Regions from separate parts of the Sus scrofa genome. Here region 1 is linked to region 2. The links are chromatin contacts, called in public targeted proximity ligation maps. All regions are on one chromosome and are shown on one strand. The core of a region is the stretch at or near the end of the contact, and the rest is flanking DNA. Distances in the headings are between cores, read along the strand shown. Region 1 overlaps FBXO32 (F-box protein 32). Region 2 overlaps ANXA13 (annexin A13).

Evidence for each region.
Region 1: a targeted proximity ligation map of skeletal muscle shows a contact between it and region 2. A contact is called at or near these places in 2 of 47 Hi-C or Micro-C datasets (both in embryonic fibroblasts) and 2 of 2 datasets of targeted methods (alveolar macrophages and skeletal muscle).

The regions. Positions count from the first base shown.
Region 1 is chr4:15,898,403-15,902,434 of Sscrofa11.1, reverse strand. FBXO32 (F-box protein 32) reads right to left here. Exons shown (of 9, transcript NM_001044588.1): 2 at 409-521. Among named protein-coding and RNA genes, the nearest start is that of FBXO32, 4.5 kb to the right of the region's middle.
Region 2 is chr4:15,748,644-15,752,628 of Sscrofa11.1, reverse strand. It overlaps ANXA13 (annexin A13), which reads right to left. Exons shown (of 11, transcript XM_013996500.2): 5 at 3,682-3,715; 6 at 3,501-3,580; 7 at 1,783-1,851; 8 at 1,270-1,371. Among named protein-coding and RNA genes, the nearest start is that of KLHL38, 42 kb to the left of the region's middle.

The DNA.
Region 1 (4,032 bases), core at 850-3,349, 150 kb before region 2:
ATAGAACTTTCTCCTCTGTTCATACTTACATACAGCATCTAGAAATGTTACTGGTATTTATATAAGAGGGAGAAACAAATCTACTTTCAAAGCCTCAAAACACAGTTCCAAATGAAAGCACACACTGGAACTGGTAACTACATCAAATATAAGTGACAAGCAGGGAAAAAACAGCCCAACTAACAACTGACTTATAAACAGGGCTATAAAGACTACATTAATCTCACTCATAAAATGCACAGCCAGGTTTCTGCATGCAAAGGTCCCAGTAACCTCTGTCAATGACACCATCAACATTAAAGCAGATGCCAAACATGTGAGGTGTGATTTTTTTTTTCCCCCCCTCAAAGAACCAATCACAGTGATCCTCCAACAGCTTTCTTCTTAAGTTCAAAACAAATGGCTTACACTGAGTTTTGGTTTTGCTGTTCAGCATGTCCTTCTTTCTCTTCTTGGCCGCAACATCATAGTTCAGGCTGTTGAAAAGATTCTCCTTATTGTATACTTCCTTGTTGCAGTAACTAGGAATAACAAGAGGGCATGAGCTGTAACAGCTATACTTTAACATGAGCTGTTTCTATAAATAGCTTGCTGGGTTATAAAACACAAACATACATGCTCCTCGAACAAAACAAAATAATGACTCAGAAGAAGCCTATACTGGCCCCGACTTCCCTCTCTTGGGATGGAAAACTGCCCCATCTCCGTGGAAGGCAGGGACGGGGGTTTCTGCTTCTTTTGACTTCCCAACAGTGTCTGCCATTGTACTGAACACACAGCCCTGCATGCTGTAAGAGCCACGCAGGGCACCGCACCATTATTTTAAGCAAAACATGATGACTGGAGGGGGAGGGAGGGAGATGGTGATGACTAGTACCCCTCTAATACTCGATGCCTTCCTTTTGCAAAGACACCCACCCCAAGTTGCTTTAAACAAACAAACAAACAAAAAACCCCAACAGCTTTGTGGAGATAAAATTCACATACCATACAGTTCGCCTATTTAAAATGCACCCATGCTGCTTTTAACTGTCTTTAAAAACCCTGACAAACATCTGACTTACAGACTGCGTTTCTAGGTGTTTCGTGTACAGTAACTGATGGTTGAGGTTTCATGTAATTCCCTATCACTAGGCACGCTGTGAGGCGAAGCCCTGAGTCCTACATGGAGCAAGCTGAATTTACAACCCATACGTTCATAAGGCCTGAAAAGACAGAATGGCTGCGGCGCAGGTCACTAAAGGATGTGCAGTTCAACCCTGGATCAGGGGCGCATTTCCATTACGAGGTCGAGCTGTTATTTAGGGGGGCTGACTGAGTTCTTTTACCCAATGGAATTTCAGAGGAAACCTTCGAAGAGTTTCCACAGAAGGGATGCAGGAGAAATCTGAAGTACTCTGAGGTACAATGAGAAGATAGACCCCCCGATCCCCCCCCAACCCCCGTGGGGTATGCGTGCGAAAGGCAGGGTTTATAATGCCTACCAGTAAAACATCAATTAGGGGTTTTGTTTGTTTTTTTCCTTACATCACCCATATATTCAAGTCCTTTAATTTTCTGAGTTCCTCTGCTGAATTTAAAATGTGATTTTGAGTTATATCTTTTTTGGACATACATCTGTCGGATAAGATGAGGTACACCTGTTGTTTCTCCACTGCATGGTTCTTAGAAGCCAGTTTATTATGTAAACTGTCAAAGAGAAAAGAGGAGTTGGAATAATTTCCAGTATCCTTTTGCTACAATGGTCTCTGCAGCAGCACGTCAATAAGTACAATAAGTGTCTTGCTCACATGTTAACACGTGACATCACCAACAATATACTCAGTGTTTCTGGACCCATCGGGACAGGCTTGATGGATAATCAGTCATTTGTTAATCTTCCCTTAGAAGGCTATGCCTAATGCCATTTATTGAGTTTCCTAATATTATTAGCCTTCTCCTTTTCATTCAGTGAAACAGGATGTTTTTAGGTTTCAGAGAGATTACTGCAGAAATACCCTCTGTTAGAAGCCCTTTCTCAAGGGAGCCCAGGGTGAATGTTTTGGGCCCAGCTCTGTGTCACACGTGAGTGTATCTGCTTACACAACCATAGGGGCATAAAACCAGTGACCAGTCAGTTGACTGTGCCAAGGTCAGCAGGCAGAGAGGGGCAGAGCAGAACTGTGAGTCCTTAGAGCTAATTTAAGAAATTTCCAAGCTGAGGAGAAGGGAGAAAGATGGAAAGTCACTTGACTGGTCCATGAGGTACGAAAGCCGAGAACAGCTTTGGAAAGCACAGGCCATTTTGTGTAAAAATACCACACAAAGGCTTATTTTTAAAGAAAACACGCACATGCACCATAAACAAAAACTTAAGAGCCCAAATTCCACATATAGAGAACCATAAGATGAAGCTGTCTTATTCTCGATCACACATTTAAGGTTCAGCAGAACATTTTCAAGGCCTGGGCCATAGATTGTGACCCTTCCTTAGCGATGTTAAATATTTATATTTCATCTTATTCTTTTCTAATTGAAAACATTCCTCAAAGGAATCTGAGCACTTGCTTTCCTCACAGAAACAACAATAACCTGCTTTAAGCCCAAGTGACTCATTTCCAAAGCTAGTTTAAGAAGAATTTGACATAATTGATGCTGCTCTCCCACTGCAGAATGCAGAAAAGCTTTAACCAAAGAGAAACCCTGCACTTTTCCCTTCGACATTAAGTTTTGGACTTGAGAGGCAGGGTCTGGAAGGAAGGGCTGTGTTGCCTGCGTATATGTTTTCTTTTAAGCAATAATATATTCAGTTAGAGGCTATTTTGAGAGTTCAATTATGTCCATTTCAAAGAAATGCAAAGCCAGTGGAAAATTGCAGCTGAAATCTTGAACAAGAAAAGCCACCACCATTTAGGAACGATGACATTTAATTTTATTTTTTTTTTAAACAAGCAAAACCATTTAAAGAGGCTGCTTTCTCCATCACATTCAATAATAACCAGTAAGTTGCTATTTTATGGTCAGTTCTTACTAATCTTGATTTTTACAGGCAGAGGCCTGAAGTAAGTAGCCCTCTCTCAGTCCTAGACTATCATCACACACATACCAAGGCACTTAGCGACAACTTCAGAAAAAGTGAAAGATTTCAAAATAAGCCCATTTGGCAGCAGAGATAAAGGGAGGGAAGAGGGGAAAAAAGGCCCTATTTCTCACTTCATTTGCGATAGCAGACCATTTCAGAAAGCCATGGTCTGCCCCAGAGGGCTTAGTTGTAGATTAAGGCCAGTGAGATTTCTATGCGCATTTGCTCCAATACATTCCCAAATCGTCAGACTCCCAGGACTAGTGCCTGGACTGTTCTGGTAAAACAAACAGACTGGGGTATGAAGCTCTTAGAACAGGGCCTTGCACACAGGAAGCACTCATAAAAATCATAGCTGTTATTTTTCTTTGCTTGTGCACTAACTCATCCAGGGCACCGAGGTAAACGTCCTGCTTCCTGGTTCAGCCTGAGATGTACTGGAAAGAAGCACTGGAGTTTTCAACTGCAGGACTGTGGGCTTGCAGAAGAGTGGCCCAGGTTCTGGGAGATGAGATTACTCATGGGGGCGGGGGGTGGCGCCCAGAGGGGGGCAGTTGGTGAGGAAGGCTGTGTGCGAGGTGGCTGCCCTACCACTTCCTTGACGCATTCCTGGATCACCACCTCAGTTCATGCCCAACTCTTGCCTTGAATTTTTCATCTGCCCAAAACGAACACTTGCCCTTCCTCTTTTATCTTAGGTAGTTGCAGCTTTTTCACAACGGGCCTTGCTGGAAGCTTATCTGAAATCCGCCCGCGATCTCAGTTCAGGGCATGTGGCTGCGATGGGGTTTGTGACAGTCTGCTGCTGGAAGAGGACCGGGCCCCCCGGACCCCAGAGAGAACGGTCAGCAGAGTCCAGAGAAGGTGCTCTGCAGATAAGCCGTGGTCAATATGAAACACTGTCCCCAGGCTGGAACACACCAAATGCCCCCTCGCTGACCCTCCCCCACCACCTCCACCCCCTGCCAGGC
Region 2 (3,985 bases), core at 1,374-3,873:
GTTTCTATAGTGATTCCCAGTGACAGCCACCCCAGAAACTCCTTCCGTGGCCCCTAGTCTTATGGGAAGAGGGTCTAGGTCATGGAGGAGTCTTCCAGCTTAGTCTACACAGCTCCAGGCCCAGAGGCCAGGGGAGTGCAGGGTCAGCTGCCTTTGATCTTGACTCTGGGCACAATTTGAAAGCAGAGGCCCCTAAAGGCTTATATACAGTAATGATAAAATTCCAAAGCTTGATTGTCTTTTCATCTGCTGGCAACACATAGGAAACGCTCTTTTGAGTGAGGAGCAGCCAGCTCAAGCCGAGGTAGGAGCTGGGGCTGGGGAATCTTGGGAGTTCTCATCCGCTTTCTGCTACTGACTTGCTGTGTGGTCCTGATACATTACAGATGCTTCCTTACTCATAACAGACTTTCCTTGTCCAGCAATTGTGGGTAACAGTGGCCCTTCAGCCTACGTTAGAGTTGCAGTACTGTTGTGAAATTGAAATGAGATACAGGGCACAGAAGTGCTTTGAATAGTTAAAAGCAATCCACAAATATATAAAAAAAAAAAAATCTGATATTCCACAAGGGGCTTCTTACAACCAAAGACTGACTTTCAGGGAAGGGCGAACCACTGTGTGCCTTGAAATAGATAACTCAGCTTTGTTGGCTTAAAATGATTAGATTAAAAAATTAATTGCATAAAAGTGATTTATACACATCTTTTCAGGAGTGTATGTCGGAGGTATTATCCTTATCTGTCTCTGGGAAGTGGTAGGCAGGCACTGTTAGCCCAACTGTAAATTGTGATAATAATAACAGCAAACATTTGTAGGCTTAGCATATAAATGGTAAGCATACATCTTATTTAACTTTTGGAGGCTGAATTTTTTATTTTTTTTATTTTTTTTATTTTTAGGGCCACACCCATGGCATATGGAGGTTCCCAGCCTAGGGGGTCAAATCAGAGCTGCAGTTGCCGGCCTACACCACAGCCACAACAACACAGGATTCGAGCCTCATCTGTGACCTATGCCACAGCTCACGGCAACACCGGATCCTTAACCCTTTGATCCACTGAGTGAAGCCAGGGATCAAACCCACATCCTCAGGGATCCTAGTTGGGCTCGTTAACCGATGAGCCACGAAGGGTCGGGGGAGGGGCAAAACGACCCCTGATGAGAAGCTCTGTTGTAAAAGCCCCTCCTAGTTCCATACCTCAGATCTGGACCTCTTTTGGAAATAGCCTGAGATTCGGTTTCAGCTGCCCTTGTGCTGGATCACTTACCACTTGGTAGGCTTGAAAGGTGGCTCGTAACTGCTTGTGACTCCTCTGGGCCAGGACTTCATTGAAGGCAAGCTCGTCCGTGCCCCAGCGGCCTTCCCCTGCCTAGACGGCAGAGTGCGAACACTTTTGAAAAAGCTTTTTGCAAAAAGACTGAATGTATAGAGCTGTGACCAAGTCACCCTTACCGGGAATGATAAAATGTGCGCTGAATAGAAGCAGCATTGATCGCCGCAGTATTTCCACCTTCTAGCCCACAAGTATACCTCACATATTTGTTTATGTTATTTATACCCTCAGGCGTTCCAGAAGAGATCTAAAGTGGTTATCCCCAGGGTGTAAGAATAGGAACAATTCTTTTAGGTACACGAAGACTGTATGTATGACAAATATGTTAAAGATCATACTTATTTCCCAATTAATTCCAATTCACATGCCAGAACGAAACATTTTGTTGAAAGTAATGTTCATGAAAAAAGAAAAGAATTTGCAGAGCCTGCAGGTCTGCATACTCACATCATACAGATCTTTGGCATCCTGACCTGCGAGGTCTTTGTCCACGTTATCTCCTTCTTCACGATTAGCCTAGAAAAGTCAACACATTGTTGTGAACTTGAGTTCCTGCTTGACCACAAAAAACAAAGAGGGCAAGTCCCAGAAGACGGGTGGCTTCAGAGGGGTGGCCGGAAGCTGGACTCATCCGGGCAAAGTGGCAGCGCTGCTCTTTGCTGCCATCTTTTGGGCACAACTGATGAACAGAGTAGCCTCTGCGACCAACACATTTGTACGTTTTTTTTCTCCTAGCAACCAGGGTCACTCAGAAACCCCACTGACCTCTGAGCGACATCCTGATGTCCCCTCGAATGAGTCCATTGAGGTGCTAATAGTCTTCCTTTCAAAATATCAAACTTTGCCTCTCAGGGACTCAGTCGTGAAGAGCCCTGAACGTTGGTCATGGAAGGTTTGAGGTCTCACCTAAGCCCTGAGTGTCAGGCAGAATTCTCGGATGACCTCAACGGCCCACCGCCTTGTTTAATCCCCTCCCATGGATGGTGGGCAAGACCTATGGACATAGTGAGGTATCACTCGTGTGATCATGTTTTGCGTGTATGGCAAGGGGCATGTCTGCAGATGTAATTAAGATCCCTAATCAGTTGAGTTCATCAAAAAAGGTGCTCTTTGGGGGAGGCCTGACCCAATCAGGTGAGCTCTTAAAAGGTCAGAGAGATGGAAGAAGTTAGAGATGTGCTTCCTCTGGCCTGGAGGAAACCAAAGAGCCGTGCTCTGCACTGTCTATGGGGCCACATGACAGGGGACTGCAGATGGCCTCTACCGGCCGAGTGTGGGCTCTGGTCAACATCAAGGAACTAGGACCATCAGCCACACAGCCACAGGGAACCGAAATCTGCCAACAGTCAGTGAGCTCGGAAGAGGACCCCGGGGCCTCAGAGGAGATGGCAGGCCTGGATGACACCTTGATTTCAGCCTGGAGATACCCTGAGCCAAGGACTCGGCTAACCTGTGACAGGACTCCTGGCCCGTGGAAACTGCTCAATCATAGGTCTGCACTGCTTAGGTTGCTAAGTTTGTGGCAGTTTTGTTCTGAATCAGGAGAACACTCACACACTCTTCCTGCTACAGCTGAAGCCTGCTCTGTGTGTTCTCTGCTGTCAGTCTCTCCAGCAGCAGAGTAATGAAACAGAGGAAGCCCACAAAGCTCATCAAGACGGCTGTGTCAATGAGAGTGCAGATGCTATCTGGCTGGAGGCCAGGGGGCTGTGTCCTAAGCAGGGCCAGTTCTGAAAGCCCTGCTTTCCCAGCCAAACTCCCCGCAGCCTGGCTTAGACTCCTTGAGTCCTGGAGTTAGCTGTGTCATGAAAAGGGCCCGGCTTGGGGTCAGATGGGGCTGGTTCTTGCACCTGAGCTTTGTCTTACCTACACCTGGGGGTTCCTCACTGGCAAAATGAGTTGATGATGCTTGATGAAATAACTCATTAACAAAAAAAGGATTGCCAACTGCAAATAACTAGGCAGATTTGTGATCATGGCGAAAATTGCCATTGAGTAATTTCACAATAGCTGGGCTGACAGGACACATGTCGACAGTCCCTCGATAACATTTGTAATAAAATTAGGAAGGGTTTATTATCTATATCGCCTTTTTCTTCGTGGTGCCAAGTTGCCACAGGCTTTATCTCACGATCCCAAAGCAGGCAAGACCTCTTTACGCTTACCTGTAGCAAGGAGACCAGAATTTTTTTTAGGTTTCCGCTTGTATCACTTTTGACATCTGATTCAAGGCTCCTGTCAAATACTTTGGAGAAGAAAAAAGGACGAGAGAGAGCAGATTTAGTTTCCCAGAGGTATTTTGGAAGGAACATTCTTTATCTAAAGTCAGAACAAAAGGTCACTTACACTTTTGGTAGGCCTCTTTAATGGCGATGATTTCCTGGGAAAGGTAATAAAAAAAGATCAATATTCCAAGGCGGGGTTAATAGATAAGATAGGCAGAGACATGCAAAGGGAAGAGGCAGGAGCTTGTCTCTGGACACAGCATTCCTTTCCGATACAGAGGGGCCATCCGGACAGGTCAAGGTCTAGGCCTGGAACAAGCCCCTGACTTTATGAAGGAGTCCTTTTTAAAAAAAAAAAAAAAAAAAAAAGTGTATTGAAGTATAATTGATTTACAATGTTGTGTTAATTTCTGCTGTACAGGAGA